Regions from separate parts of the Sus scrofa genome. Here all the other regions are linked to region 1. A link is a contact called in public Hi-C and HiChIP or PLAC-seq data. All regions are on one chromosome and are shown on one strand. Each heading gives the region's core, a stretch centred on a gene start, on an enhancer-like site or on the middle of the called end of the contact. The rest is flanking DNA. Distances are from core to core; before and after follow the strand shown.

Region 1 (4,718 bases), core at 1,133-3,632:
TTGCGGCCCTAAAAAGAAAAGAAAATCTCCATTTACAGCTGAGAAGCCTCAAACTCAAAAAGGGTAAGTGTCAGAGTTCCCGTCATGGCTCAGCAGCATCAAACACGATTAGTATCCACGAGAACATGGGTTGGACCCCTGGCAGCAGGTCTGATTCAACCCCTAGCCTGGGAATTTCCATAGGCCACAGAGGTAACCTTAAGAATTTTTTTTTTTTAAAGGCAGTGAGTATTATGAATAAAACACAGAGCCAGGTAAGGGGCATGGGAATTGCAATATGACATAGTGTGATCAGAGAAGACCTCACTGCACAGGTGACATTTGAGGGGGTGCAGCAGTGAGCCCTGGTGACATCATTGTGGGAAGAGCTTTCCTGACAGAGGAACAGCTAGTGCAAAAGTGTGTGGATGGGACTGTGTCTGGCAGACTTTGATTGCCCCCCCACTGAACAATGGGGATCCATGGAGAAGTTTTTTTCTGTTAATATGACAGGTTTATTGAGACATAACTCACAGGCCATACATTTCACGCCTTTAAAACCTACAATTCAAGGAGTTCCCGTTGTGGCACAGTGGTTAACGAATCTGATTAGAAACCATGAGGTTGAGGCTCGATCCCTGGCCTTGCTCAGTGGGTTAAGGATCCGGCGTTGCCGTGAGCTGTGGTATAGGTAGCAGACACGGCTTGGATCCTGAGTTGCTATGGCTCTGGCATAGGCTGGCAGCTACAGCTCTGATTAGACCCCTAGCCTGGGAACCTCCATATGCCGCAGGAGCGGCCCTAGAAAAGACAAAAAAAAAAAAAAAAGTACACTTCAGTAGTTTTTGGTATATTCATAGAGTTATGCAACTACCATCACAATTGATTTTAGAAAATTTCATTGACCTCAAAAGAAATCTCTTACTCTTTTTTTTTTTTTTTTTTGGCCATGTCTGTGGCATGTGGAAGTGCCCAGGCCAGAGAAGCAGCTGTGACCTACAGCAATACTGGATCCTTTAACCCACTGCACCGGCAGGCGATCAAACCCACACTTCTGCAGCATCCAAACCACTGCAGTTGTGTTTTTTTTTTAGGGCTTCAGCCGCGGCATAGGGCTATTCGGAGCCTAGGGATCACATTAGAACTGCAGCTGCAGCCTATGCCACAGCAACGACAGGTCAGAGCTGCATCTGTGGCCTGCACCACAGCGCACAGCCACGCCAGATCCTTAACCCACTGAGCAGGGCAGGGGTCAAACCCAGGTCCTCATGGATACTAGTCAGGTTCGTTACCACTGAGCCACAAGGGGAACTCCTGCAGTCAGATTCTTAACCAACTGTGTCATGGTGGGAACTCCTTTTCAATTTCTTGATATCCTTTGAAACACAAATTTTTAAATTTTGATGGTATCCAACTTATCTTTTTTTTCTTTTATCGTTTGTGCTTTATGTGTCATGTAAGAAGCCACTGCCTCATTATAAATCGTCTTCAGCAGCGAAAGGACATGGCCAAATTTAAGTTTTATTTAAGTTTTGCAGTGTTATTCTTGCTGCTTTCCATCAGAAGTGGGAAGACTTGTGAGGTAAGGGACTTCTCTGGTCACCCTCTCCCCTCCCTAAAACCCCACCCTCACCCTCACTCCATTTCTCATTTTATTCTCCATGGTTCTCCATACAACTTATATTCTAATAAATGTACAATGCACTGTACTTACTTATTACGTTGCCGCCCGCCTCCACCACAAGAGCGTCACCCCTGTGAGGACTGGGCTTGTGTGTTTTGTTCCCTGCTCTGTCCCCAGTGCCTAGGAGAGTGGGGGCCGGGGAGCCTGGTGGTGGCCAGAGGGAGAGAGGACCATTGGATGCTATCTGGTGTGAGGCGTCTAATATGAAGGAGAAAAAGAGAGAGGGACTAACACCCCAATGTCATGATGTCAACTGAGTATTTCTTGAATACAGTGAGTGCATGTGAACGAATGGACGCTTGGATTGTGGGTAAATGAAAGAAAGGATGTGCTTCGAAGACTGTGGTTTGACCTTCCCTGTGGAAGGGTTTGTTCACAGGGGGCTCCTGTCATGTCCCTTGCAACCGCCAGAGGGAGCAAACAGGCCAGGTCCCGGAGAACCGTCCCGGGACCCGCCCCCCGGGATCCAGGCCCCGGGAGCCCCAGCCGCCCGGCCCCGGCCTGGGGCTCTCGGCCCCGGCCCCTACCTGAGCCAGGCCCAGCCGCGGGCTTCACGCCCACGCGGCGGCCGGTCCTCGCGCAGCAGGCGGGGAAACTGAGGCCCGGGCGGCCGGGGCGTGGCCGGCCCCCCGGCGAGCCCGAGCCCCCGCCCCCGGCCAGCCCCGCCCCGGCCCGTAAGAGGCCCCCTGGGTGAGAGGCGAAAGCGCACAGCGCGGCGCCGGGGCCGGGGCCAGGACCGCGATGGCAGCTCAGCGGCTGGGCAAGCGGGTGCTGAGCAAGCTGCAGTCTCCGTCGCGGGCCCGGGGGCCGGGGGGCAGCCCCGGGGGGCTGCAGAAGCGACACGCGCGTGTCACCGTCAAGTACGATCGGCGGGAGCTGCAGCGGCGGCTGGACGTGGAGAAGTGGATCGACTGGCGCTTGGAGGAGCTGTACCGTGGCAGGGTGAGGCGGGGAGGGGTGGGGGGCGCAGGGGGCGTCCTAGACCGACGGAGCCCGGGCCCTGCCCCCCTGCGCCTTGGGGGTCTCTCATTGCTTGAGCTCGCTGGTGCATGCGCAGCCTCCTTGCCAGGGGAGAACGCTGGCCCCGCGACACATGGGCCCCCGCCGTCCACCCTCCCTGGCACTCTGCTTGTGCTCACACTTGGGTAAAAACACAGGGGAGGACCAGGGCTTTAGCATATGGGAGGTTAGGAGGCCAACTTGGGGAGCCAGAGTGGCCATATCTGGAAGAAAAGGTGGGGGGAGGAGGATGTCTTAAAGCCAAACATAGACATGGTGACCGGAGATACAACCGCAGGGAACCGCACAGCCAAGGAAACATCAGCATTCACAGACCTGCACAGTGACAAGCTATGGCCACTCACAGACCCAGTGACAGAAGCAACAGCCATGCACAGACTGTCAGGGACACCGGCTGTGGGACAGATCAACCCATGCTACAGCCACAGGCTCTCCTGGTCACAACAGCACAGGCCACAGTGCCCTATACAGATACAACACAACTACGCCCACACAAAAGGACTCCACTTACAGCTGTTCATAGACACACACAGCGCAATCTGTAGAGCCTTGCAAGCAGTGCAAGCTACAACAGCTACCCCGACACTCAGTGATTCAAGTAACGACCATCCATTATCTCCTAAAAGCAAAAAACATGCAAAGGCAATGACAGATGCTGCAGCCACACGCAGACATCAAATAACAGGAATTATAGCTACACCCAGACAGAAAACCGCGTAGGCTATGGGCACCTGTGGACGCACAATGGCAGAAGCTGCAATTGCCTGTGGACACATAGGGCATAAGCTGCAGCCTCCTGTGCTGTCTCAGGGGGTCCAGACAGACACATTTCACTTGTCTCCGCTTGAAGTCACACTTTGTACCACCCATGAGAGTCAGAGGAAGCGGACACAGACATGTGAGATGACAGAGCCTCCTCAGCCCAGCACAAAGGTGGGAGAAGCCGTGGCCCCTCGCAGTGACCCGAGGGCCCCTGTTCTCAGACACATGAGCTCACGCAGGCGGACAGTTGCTAGTGGTCGGTGGGATCCTATGAGCTCACCCTCAGACGGCGCTAGAGCCAGCCGGACACTCAAGGACACAAGTTGTGGTCACTTACTGATCAACATATCCCACAGCGACACATGATGATGAGACAAACATGCTAAGCTAGAGTCACACGCCGCCTACCATAGGAGGACCGTGGGCCCCTGTACAAGCTGCACGGTATGTCATACATTGCTACACCCTCCCACTGGCCCTGTGGCCTGGGCATCAGGCTGTGACTCACACGGACGGGTAACACACCGACACTCCAGTCTTTTGCTGAGCCCTCATCTCCACATGCAGCTCCCAGACCACCCAAGGCCTGGAGCCTGCAGTGGAATCTGCAGGACTTTGGTGGGGAAGGAAAAAATCTGTAGCCTCGGGACCTCGTGCTCAGACAGCTGGGTTCTGTCCCCGACAGGGGTACTGAGCCAGCCTGCATTTGGCCCTTTGCCCCAAGAGGCTGTACAAGCCCCCCAGTTGTCTGCTCAAAGGTGGGCTGGTGGCTTATTCTACCCACCCACCTTGGGGGGCCTCTTTGGCCCCAAGGGGAGGAGGAGGCTGGCCCAAGGCCTCTCTGTCCCCTGGGGCCAGGGCCCACCCCCAGCAGGCTCCATCCTGCCAGCCTCCCTCCCCTGCACCTAGTGCTTAAACTTTTCCTTGAAAGGGCAGAGCCAGCCCCTCTCCTGAATCCCAGAATCTGACATTCCAAGACTCAACCTAGGCCTGCTTCCCACTATGGGAACTGCGGCCAAGGGGAGAGACCCATGCCAGCCCCGAGACTCCCGGGCCCCGGGGCCAGCATCTGAGCTGGTACAGGCTCCTGGGGCCTCTGTCAACCCATCTGTCACCCCTCCCCCAACACCCAGATGTCCCGCCTTGGCGGTGCTGTCCCTGACTGTCACATTATTGCTCCGGAACCCGCCAGCTGGGCCCTGGGGCCGCCGGGGCTCCTCCGGAGCCCTGGACAAAGGCGGGGAAGGAGGGGCAAGGCCGCCTGACAGCCCGT
Region 2 (4,718 bases), core at 1,241-3,740, 120 kb before region 1:
CTCTTAATCTTAACCCACACAGGCACCATTCAGTTAAGAAGCCATTCCGTTTCATCTTCAACACACAGCCAGTGAGTCCCTGCTTTGAGCCCGGCTCCATGTTAGGCAGTGCAGGGACACAGCCGTGACTGAGACCTGCTGCCTCTAGAAGGTTCACAGTCCAGTGAGCAACAGGGCCAGGATGGGGGAAGCGCAGACAGAGGGGTCAGGGCTGATAAAGCATTGGAAGCCAAAGCAAAGACCTTGCTCTGAAGCCGGAGGGCTACGGAGCGCCATGACACGTTCTAAGCAGGTGATCAACGTGGTCAAATTTTAGTGTCATGAAGATCCTAGGGGCATCATGGAGGGACTAATCTGAGGAGCAAGGCTGGGGTCAAGGCAGATAAAAGGTGGTAGGAGGCACAGCGGCAAGTGGAAATCAAGAGTAGGAATGTGAAGGGGAGACAGACTGGCGGTCAACAGAGACGGGATGCTACAACACCAGACTCAGGCCCTCCAGGCCAACCCCTGTCCCTGAGGCTTCTGGGGACAGAGCTGGGCAAAGAGGGGATTCCCAGGTGAAGGAAGATGTCCCAAGTGGCCAGAGCAGCAGGAGTAAAAAAGCTTCCATGTAAGCCCCACCCCCCAACACACAAACCAAATTAGGGGCACGGTCCATTCTCACTTGTAATCGAAGTAGTAGCATTTGAGCTGGGCCATGTACCGCTCGAAGGAGGGGATGTCCTTGCGTAAGATACTCCACTGGGCCCCGATCTCCAGTATGTCACCTGCAGGCGACAGAGAAAGCTCTCAGGAGATGACTGTGGCCCTGCCCCTGACCACCACTGCCGCCATTCCTGCCACAACCCCAGCCCATAACCCCCCACCAACCCCAGTGACACTCACGGGCCAGAATGAGCTGCTGTTTGGTCAGTTTGGTCCCTGTGGTTGGCAGGAAGTTGAGCTCCAACAGAACCAGCTGATGGGGAGGGCAGTGGAAGGAAGGAAAAAAGACGGGCCTTCAAGTACAGGTTATTTACCTTTCTCTAAGCCTTGGTTTTCCCACCTAGAAAATGGAGCTAATCATCATCCCTGACTCATGACGCTGTTACGCGTATTAAAGGAGTCAGTCCCCGTAAAGCACTCAGATCAGGGCCTGGACACATGATGAGCATTCATTTAGAATGACCTCATATTACAAGTATTAACAGGCCCACTGGGAAAACAGGGGACCCACTCCATGCCTGACCCAGTGCAATCAAGGGGGTGGGGGTGAGGGGCACTAGCACCTTCAGTTCTTTGGCAATCCTTTTCCACACTTTGTTGGGATGGGCCCAGCTACTCCCCTCCACCTACACCAAGAAGGTGGGGGGGGGCTAACCTCTCCCCATTGTCCAGCCCACACATCATCCCTTATCAAAGACACCCCCTCAGCAACTTGGTCCAGGCCACTGTATTTGTCCTCACTCCCACACTTGGCCTGAAGCACCTCCAGCACCATTCTGGTCCTTTACGAAAAGAATATTTTTCCTAGGTTCAATCCTGCCCTCTCAACTTGGCTGGGCCCCTCCCCCTCAGATGCACGCCTAAGCCTCTGATCTGAGACCCTCATGTGGCCTGGTTTTAACCACGCACCCCATCATCTCAGCTTTCTTCTTCCATCACCGCGTCCACTGTTCATTCCCCACTTGGCGTCGTCCAGAACCCTCCCTCAGAAAAAAACTCCGACACCCCCATCCTGCCACTCCAGCCAGCTAAGCCTCTAAGCACCAAAATTTGAACCTCTCACTCGTCTATGCTCGAACCACTCTCTCCGTCACCGCCGCCCCCTGCCCCCCACCGTGGGGCTGCATTTGGTCCATTCCAGGTCCCTCTCACTTCTTCATCCCTCCAAGCCCGAACTTTCGCTGTTCCGAATTCTTCACCCCATTGGATCGCCCAGCCCGCCTTGGTGCCGCCAGCAATGTGGCCCACTCCTGAGCCCAGAATTAGGTTCGGTCTGGGCCCCCCGAAGCGCCCCCGGTAACCCCTACCTTGAGACGGCCCAGTTCTTCACCGCATTTGCTAAGATTGGGGCTTTTACGGTTCCACTCGCCCTTGAGTTGTTCGTACATACCGGCTGCGGCCTGCAGGACTGCGCCCGAGGCCGCTGCAGGCCCCGAGCTCGAGCCGCCAGCCACCCCGTTCACCGTCGCGGCCGCCATCTTCCGTGATGCGGCAAACCGCCGAGCCGATTTACGGCAGCGACGCCTACTGCCGCTTGCCCGGCGGAAGTGGGCTCGGTAGGTGGAGCCCAAAGCCGGGGGCGGGGCTGCGACTGTGGGCCTCCGCACTCCGCGCTTGGTGCTCAGTCGCTTTCGGGGAGGTGCCCTCGAAGGCCGGCCTTTCACGAACATGTCGGTCGGGGCTCCGCCTCTGCTGTCACTCAAGATGGTGACCGGAAGTCTGCAAACTGTAAAGGGCAGCGCTTACAACGCCTCCCCTCCTCCCGGAGCCAATATGGCCGCCCTGGCTTCAGCTTGGTCTTTCCGGACGCTGCGTTCTTGTCTAGGTGGTGGAGCTGTTTGGAGAGCGATGTTATTCTTCCTGTATTATAGACCGGGTTTGAGAGGCTTCATAAACTTCCAAGAGACTAACAGCTGAGATTTGACTTTGGGTCTTTCTCTCTAATCTCTCAGTGCACCTTCCCAAACTCAAAGAAATGCAGGGAAGCTTTATAAAAATCATCCAGGCTTCATGCTGTATAGAGCAGGGAACTATATCTAATCGCTTGTAATAGAACATGATAGAATATGAGAAAATAATAAAAAAAAAGAAAAGAAAAAGATAATATGAGAAAAAGAATGTATATATAATTGGGTCACTTTTCTGTACAGCAGAAATGGACAGAACATTGTAAATGAACTATAATAAATTTTTAAAAATCATCCAATATTAACGGCTTTATATGCCACATTTTGGGGAGGATTCCCAATTTTTTTTTTATCCCTACCTGTTATTCCTCCATATATACCACACCTGCCTACTTAACGTCTCTCCTTTTTCTGAGTTCTCTTGTCTCTGTCATTTAGAAAGTCAGCTCCATGACAGCAGGGATGTTTATTGGGTTTTTTTTTTTTTTACTGTTGTATTCCTGGCTTGTGGTAGACAATGAATATTTGTTGAATGAGTGGATGAATGGATATGTAAATAAGTTGTCTTTAACAGTTTTTAAAGAAAAACTGCATCATACTATACATACCTTCCAAAATGCAACATGCCTTTTTTTTTTTTTTTTTTTTAAAGGAATACACTAAAGAGATCTCTGGAGATCAATGGACATATTTTTGACACTTTATAAAAAAACAGCTTCAGAATTCCCTTACGGCTCAGCAGGTTAAGGATTCCTTGTTGACACTGCTATGGCTTGGGTTGCTGCTATGGCATGGGTTCAATCCCTGGCCCCGGAACTTCCACCACATCCTGGTGGCTCAAACAAACAAAAATAATCCAAACATCAATATGGGAACCATTAAATCAATTGCATATTCACACTGTGGAATATCGTGCAGATGTTTTGTTTTGTTTGCTTTGTTTTGGACCCGGCCACTACAGTGACAGGATCTGATCCTTAACCTGCTGACTTGACCACAGAACTCCTTCAAGTCTTTGCCTTTTTTTTTTTTCTTTTCCATTTTTTTCCTTTGCCGTTTTTAATTGAGTTGTTTGTGGTTTTTTGTTGTTGTTGAGTCAGAGGAGTTCTTTATTTTCATTTTCGTTTGTTTTTGGCTGCACCCAAAACATGTGAAATTTCCCAGGCCAAGGATGGAACCTGCGCCACAGCAGGGACAATGGGGATCCTTAATCCCCTGAGGCACCAGGGAAAGGAGTTCTTTATTTTCTACATATTAGTCTTTATCAGATACATGATTTACAAATACTTTCTCTCATTCTATCAGTTGGCTTTTCACTCTGTTAATGGTATCCTTTGATTCACAAAAGGGTTTAATTTTGATGAGACCTAATTTATCTGTTTTCTCTTTTGTCACCTATACTTTTGCTATCATACTTAAGAAATCATTGACAGGAAATTTCCCGTGTAGCAGCGGGTTAAGGATCCAGTGTTGTGCAGTTAGGGTATAGGTCGAAACTCTGGCTGGGATTTGATCCCTGGCCTGGAAATTCCACATGCAGCAGGGCAGCCAAAAAAGAAAAAAAAAAAAAAAAAACTTGGAGTTACTGTCATGGCGCAGCAGAAACAAATCCAACTAGGAAGCATGAGGTTGCGGGTTTGATCCCTGGCCTTGCTCAGCAGGTTAAGGATCTGGCGTTGCTGCGAGCTGTGGTGTAGGTCACAGACTCAGCTCGGATCTGGTGTTGCTGTGGCCGTGGTGTAGGTCGGCAGCTACAACTCTGATTAGACCCCTAGCCTGGGAACCTCCATATGCCATGGGTGCGGCCCTAAAAGGATAAAATGACAAAAAGAAAAGAAAAGAAAGAAAAAAAATTGACAAATCAAAAGTTTTATAATCCTAACTGTTAAATTTAAAAACCTGACCTGGTTTTGGTTAATTTTCAAACATGGTATAAGGTAAGGGTCCAACTTTTTCTTTTGCATGTGGATATCCAGTTTTCCCAGTACCATTTGTTGTTAAGAGTGTCCTTTCTGTTGCATGCTCTTGGAACCTGGTCAAAAACCAATTGACTGATTTGTGAGGGTTTATTGCTAGGCTCTCTATTCTATTACATTGGTCTGAATG
Region 3 (4,718 bases), core at 1,142-3,641, 78 kb before region 1:
GATGGACAATAACAGGTGCTGATGAGGATGGAGAGAAACTGGAAGGCTCTCACTGTCGATGGGAATGTGAAAGCCTGCACAGCAGGTCCTCAGAAGTGAAACAGGGTTAACATATGACCCAGTCATTCCTTTCTTAGGTATATACTGAAGGGAAGTCAAAACATGTTTACACAAAAACATGTTCATAATAGCCCTCCCTAAATGGGTAATAACCCAAATGTCCATCCATTAATGAAGGAATAAGCAAAATGCAGCACATTCATACAACTGAATACTACTCAAGCCTAAGAAGGAAATACTGATCCATGCTGTAGCATAGCTTTGAGAACATGCTAAGAAACCGGAGGCTTCTTCCATATGATTCCATTTATATGAAATGTCCAGAATAAACAAATTTACAGGGGCAGAAAGTAGATTAGTGGTCTCCAGGGCTGGAGGGATGGGGGTACAGTGTTTCCTTTTGAGGTGATGAAAATGTTCTGGAACAAGATAGCGGTGATGGTTGCACACCTTTGTGAATACACTAAATGTTATTGAATTGTATACTTTAAAATGGTAAGTTTTATGCTATCTGAAATCTCTCATGTATACACACACACACATAATGTCTTTTTAGGGCCGCACCAGTGACACCCGGAAGATCCCAGGCCAGGGGTTGAATCAGAGCTGCAGCTGCCAGGCTACACCACAGCCACAGCCACATAAAATCCCGGCTTCGTCTGCAACCTACACTTCAGCTCACAGCAACACCAGATCCTTAACCCACTGAGCAAGGCCAGGGATTGAACCCGCATCCTCATGGATACCAGACGGGTTCGTTACCGCTGAGCCACAAGGGGAACTCCTATACCTCTATTTTTTAATAGAGCACCAACCATGTGCTTGGTGGGATAACAGGAATCTTTGTGAATATTTAAGGTCCCTGCTATTCAAATGTTAGAGATGGAGAAACAGGCCTGAACAGAATGAGCCCACCCCCGCTGCACCCACTCACCTCTCCTCTGCAGGAGTAGTTGATCTTCAGGAAGTAAGGAAAGCCCAGGTATCTCTGCAAGGATAAGCTGGGCAAATGTCTGGAGCCCAGTGAGGTGCCTGTCCAGGACCTCTCCCGTTCTCCAGACCCCAGTCCCCTCACCTCGTCCGGGTCGATGGGTGCATCCACCAGCAGGCTGAACACTTCGTCCACTGTGTCCAGGGGCTCTTGATTGAAAAAACGATCGCTTGCGTGGTTCTTGCCTACTGTTTCAAAGTTGTTCAGGACAACCTGCCAGGTGCACTCCAGGGTATCCTTTATCGCCCACAACCTCCATGGTGCCAATAGCACCACCAGAAGTGCCCACAGCGCCCGCAGGACTCGGAGTCTCGGCCACGCAGGGCCAGCAGGGGACATGTTGGGGCAGTGGGCAACGTGGCTTCAACCTGGAAAATGCGGAGGTCACCAGCCGGCAATACAACTCTTGGTAGGTGCCGTCTGAGATCCCGCCTAGCTCCTGCGCCTGGCCCCCACCGGACCCCCGGCCCCGTCCCTGCTCAGACTTCTGGCCCCACCCCTGTTCTTGCTCCTAACTACACCCCTACTCTTGCTCCCAGCTCCGCTCCAGTTCTTGCTTCTAGCTTCGCTCCTGCTAGTGCTACCGGCTCCACCCCTACTCTTGCTCCTGGCTCCACTTCTGCTCCAGACCACGGCCCTACCCCAGGCGGTGCCCCAGGCCCTGCCAGTATTGCAATTCCGGACACCACCTCTGCTACTACTCCCGGTCCCGCCCCTACTGTTGCTCCTGGCAACGCCTCTGCCCCTGGTTTCTCCCCGATTTCTCCTCTCACCCCTTAACCTTGCCCCACCCTTCTTTGCTCTGCCCCTGCTCTGCCTCCCACCCCTACTCCTCACTCCGTCTCGGATTCTGTTTCTCGATTTAACTGCCCCACAACTATTTTCCCCAGTCCCTCTGTACCTGGCTCCGACCCTGCTTATTGCCCCGCCCCATCCCTTCTCTTCGCACCGCCCCTTTCTCCGCGCACGTGCTCGGGCTCTGCCCACGTACCGGGCCCTGGCTCTAGATCTGTCCCTCTCCGGATCCTGTTCCCGGACCCGCCCCACGCCCCGCACCTTCCCCTGTTTCTCGGCTGTTTCTTGCTCCCCGCTCTGCTTTTGCCCTTTATCGACCTGTCCTTCTCCCTCCTGGGAGAGCTGTTCTTCCCGAGCCTGCTCCTCGCCACGCCCCCTCATGTGGCCCCGCCCCTTCTCCTTAGATACAGTTTCTTTGCCTTGGGAACTCTTCTCGCCACTGGTCTTCCCTTCGCTCCGCACCCTCTCCTCGCCCTGCACTGTCTCCTCATTCCTTGCCGGCGCTACCCTGTGCGTCAGTACTTTCTCTGTCTTCACTTTCCTCCCGAACCGCGACACCTTTTGGCCCCACCCCTTCTTCTCACCACTCCTTTCCATGCCCTGGACAATTCGCGGCTCTACGCTCCGCCTCTCCGAGCCCCGCCCCTATTCATCACCCAGCTTCTTAGCCTTGCCCCGCTCTTCCTCTGCCCCGCCCCTACTGTGCCCAGTCCCTCCGCGCTCCAAATTTTCCCCAGCCTTTTCCTTCCTCGCCTCCCTCCTCCCCTTCCCTCCCCTTCTTAACCCCGCCCCCGCCCCCCGCATCCCTCCCGGGGATGGCACCAGGCACCACCCCCTTCTCCCCGCCCCGTGGTACCAGTCACTAGGTTAAAACCGGTCAACCGTCTCTCCGCCGCTCCAGTCCCGCCCCCTCTTGCCCGGTCTCAAAATGGCCGACAGCACTTCTACAACCCACTTCCGCCTTTCTCGAGGAAACTTCTCCCCCGCTTGCCGGTATCCATGGTAACGCGCATCCCAACTAGCGCCTACAGCTTGGGAACAGAGTCAGCGCGGTGCTCCACACCCATTTGGGGCCTGAACGGCAGAGGGTGCTAGAGACGAAGTTTGTGATAGGAAGGTCTTCAAGGAGTTCCTATTGGTGGTTCTGGCCTACTCATCCTTCTACTCAATCAGATTTTAATATCACAATTCTAGTGAAAAAAAAGTTTGGTCTCCATGTGGGAATTGATCGCCTGCGGCTTAACTTCTTCCTCTACAGAACAGGGCAGCCATCTCATAGAGTTGTTTTGGGAAGTCAATAAGCTAACACATGAAGAATGCCTGGCACAAATAAATATTCAATGAGTTAGTTTTCATTGGTATTCTGATGCCTAACAGACTCAGATCATGCCTTTTTTTTTTTTTTTTTTCCTTTTAATGGCTTCACCCACAGCATGTGGAAGTTCCCAGGCTAGGGGTCGAATTGGAGCTACATCTCCCGGCTACTCCACAGCCACAGCAACGCCAGATCTGAGCCACATATGCAAACTACACAGCAGCTTGTAGCAATGCTGGCTCCTTAACCCACTGAGTGAGACTACGGATCAAACCCACATCCTCATGTGGGGTTCTTAACCTGCTGAACCACAAGGGGAACTCCAGACCATGACTTTTTGATGATCTGCAAAGCTGACTTTACTCTAAAAACCCATGATTTTCCAACTTTAATGTGCCTTAAAGGACTTGCTGAAACAGATTTTTGGGCTCCATCTCCAGGATTTTTGATTCAGTAAGTCTGAGATGGGGCTGGAGAATTGCATCAGGTGATGCTGATACTGATGGTCTGGGGACAACACCTTATGAACCAATGCTCTAAAGCTTTCCATGCCACCCCAGGACCCCAGGGAAACACCCAAACTCGCTTGCTTTCCAGAGCCCTGTACGATCCCATCCCTGTTGTCCTTCCTGTCCTGCTCATCTCTTTTCTCCCTCTGTAGTCCAAAGCCTAGTCACACAGAGCAACTTGAATGTCCTTGAGCAGGGGTGCTCGCTCTCCTCCAGACTGTGTCCAAACTATAACACTCTCTGGGATACTATTTCCTACTTTATCCCCTGCTGACCATTTTCCTTCCTTCAGGTCTTGTCTGTGATACCTGAGTGGCCCCCATCCTTCCCCTGACCACTCTAGGCCATGATGTCAGGGAATGCATCTTTGTTTCCCACTGCATCACAGGCATGGAAGGCTTTGGAGCACTGGTTCATAAGGTGTTATCCCCAGACCATCAGTATCAGCATCATCTGATGTAAAGTTTCCAACTCAGGGCAACACAGCCCAGAACAGACGTTCTTTGAAAATGAAGAGCTGGTGGAAGTCTCCCCAGTCCCAGCACTCCCCACCTCCCCAGACCAGGGAGGGTAACTTCATCTGAGAGAAGAAATCTCAGCTGTGAATATGAGCCCTTCTAGACCCACAGAGGCAGAGACTGGGGTCTCCTCATGACAAACATCCCCCAATTCTGCATGTAGCCCCACCAGGGGGATGTGCCTCTATTACTGTGATGATTCATGCCACCCGCATATCCATGAATAAAACATAGAAATAACTTATGGGATGTGTCCCAGAGAAGGCACTGCAGACATTTAAAAAATATATATAGGAGTTCCCGTCGTGACGCAGTGGTTAACGAATCTGACTAGGAACCATGAGGTTGCGGGTTCGGTCCCTGCCCTTGCTCAGTGGGTTAACGATCCGGTGTTGCCGTGAGCTGTGGTGTAGGTCAACGCGGCTCGGATCCCGCGTTGCTGTGGCTCTGGTGTAGGCCAGCAGCTACAGCTCCGATTCGACCCCTAGCCTGGGAACCTCCATATGCCGTGGGTGAGGCCCAAAGAAATA

Evidence for each region. Hi-C and Micro-C count contacts between places; a contact is called where the count stands out from the background. HiChIP or PLAC-seq counts read pairs in DNA pulled down with a chosen protein or histone mark.
Region 2: an H3K27ac HiChIP or PLAC-seq map of alveolar macrophages shows a contact between it and region 1. The contact joins the promoter of PSMD8 here to the promoter of PPP1R14A in region 1. A contact is called at or near these places in 2 of 5 promoter capture datasets (fetal liver and fetal skeletal muscle), 7 of 47 Hi-C or Micro-C datasets (embryonic fibroblasts, mesenchymal stem cells, omental adipose tissue and 2 more) and 1 of 2 datasets of contacts at active chromatin or transcription factors (alveolar macrophages).
Region 3: a Hi-C map of retroperitoneal adipose tissue shows a contact between it and region 1, with 1.9 times the contacts expected there. The contact joins the promoter of CATSPERG here to the promoter of PPP1R14A in region 1. A contact is called at or near these places in 2 of 5 promoter capture datasets (fetal liver and liver), 10 of 47 Hi-C or Micro-C datasets (embryonic fibroblasts, heart right ventricle, liver and 5 more) and 2 of 2 datasets of contacts at active chromatin or transcription factors (alveolar macrophages and skeletal muscle).

What each region holds. Positions count from the first base shown.
Region 1 is chr6:47,171,721-47,176,438 of Sscrofa11.1, reverse strand. It overlaps PPP1R14A (protein phosphatase 1 regulatory inhibitor subunit 14A), which reads left to right and starts at 2,382. Exons shown (of 4, transcript NM_214337.1): 1 at 2,382-2,605. The coding sequence starts at 2,405.
Region 2 is chr6:47,287,663-47,292,380 of Sscrofa11.1, reverse strand. PSMD8 (26S proteasome non-ATPase regulatory subunit 8) reads right to left here and starts at 2,490. Exons shown (of 7, transcript XM_005664584.3): 1 at 2,013-2,490; 2 at 886-958; 3 at 665-767. The coding sequence starts at 2,375.
Region 3 is chr6:47,249,980-47,254,697 of Sscrofa11.1, reverse strand. CATSPERG (cation channel sperm-associated protein subunit gamma) reads right to left here and starts at 2,391. Exons shown (of 27, transcript XR_002344645.1): 1 at 2,165-2,391; 2 at 1,136-1,419; 3 at 995-1,048.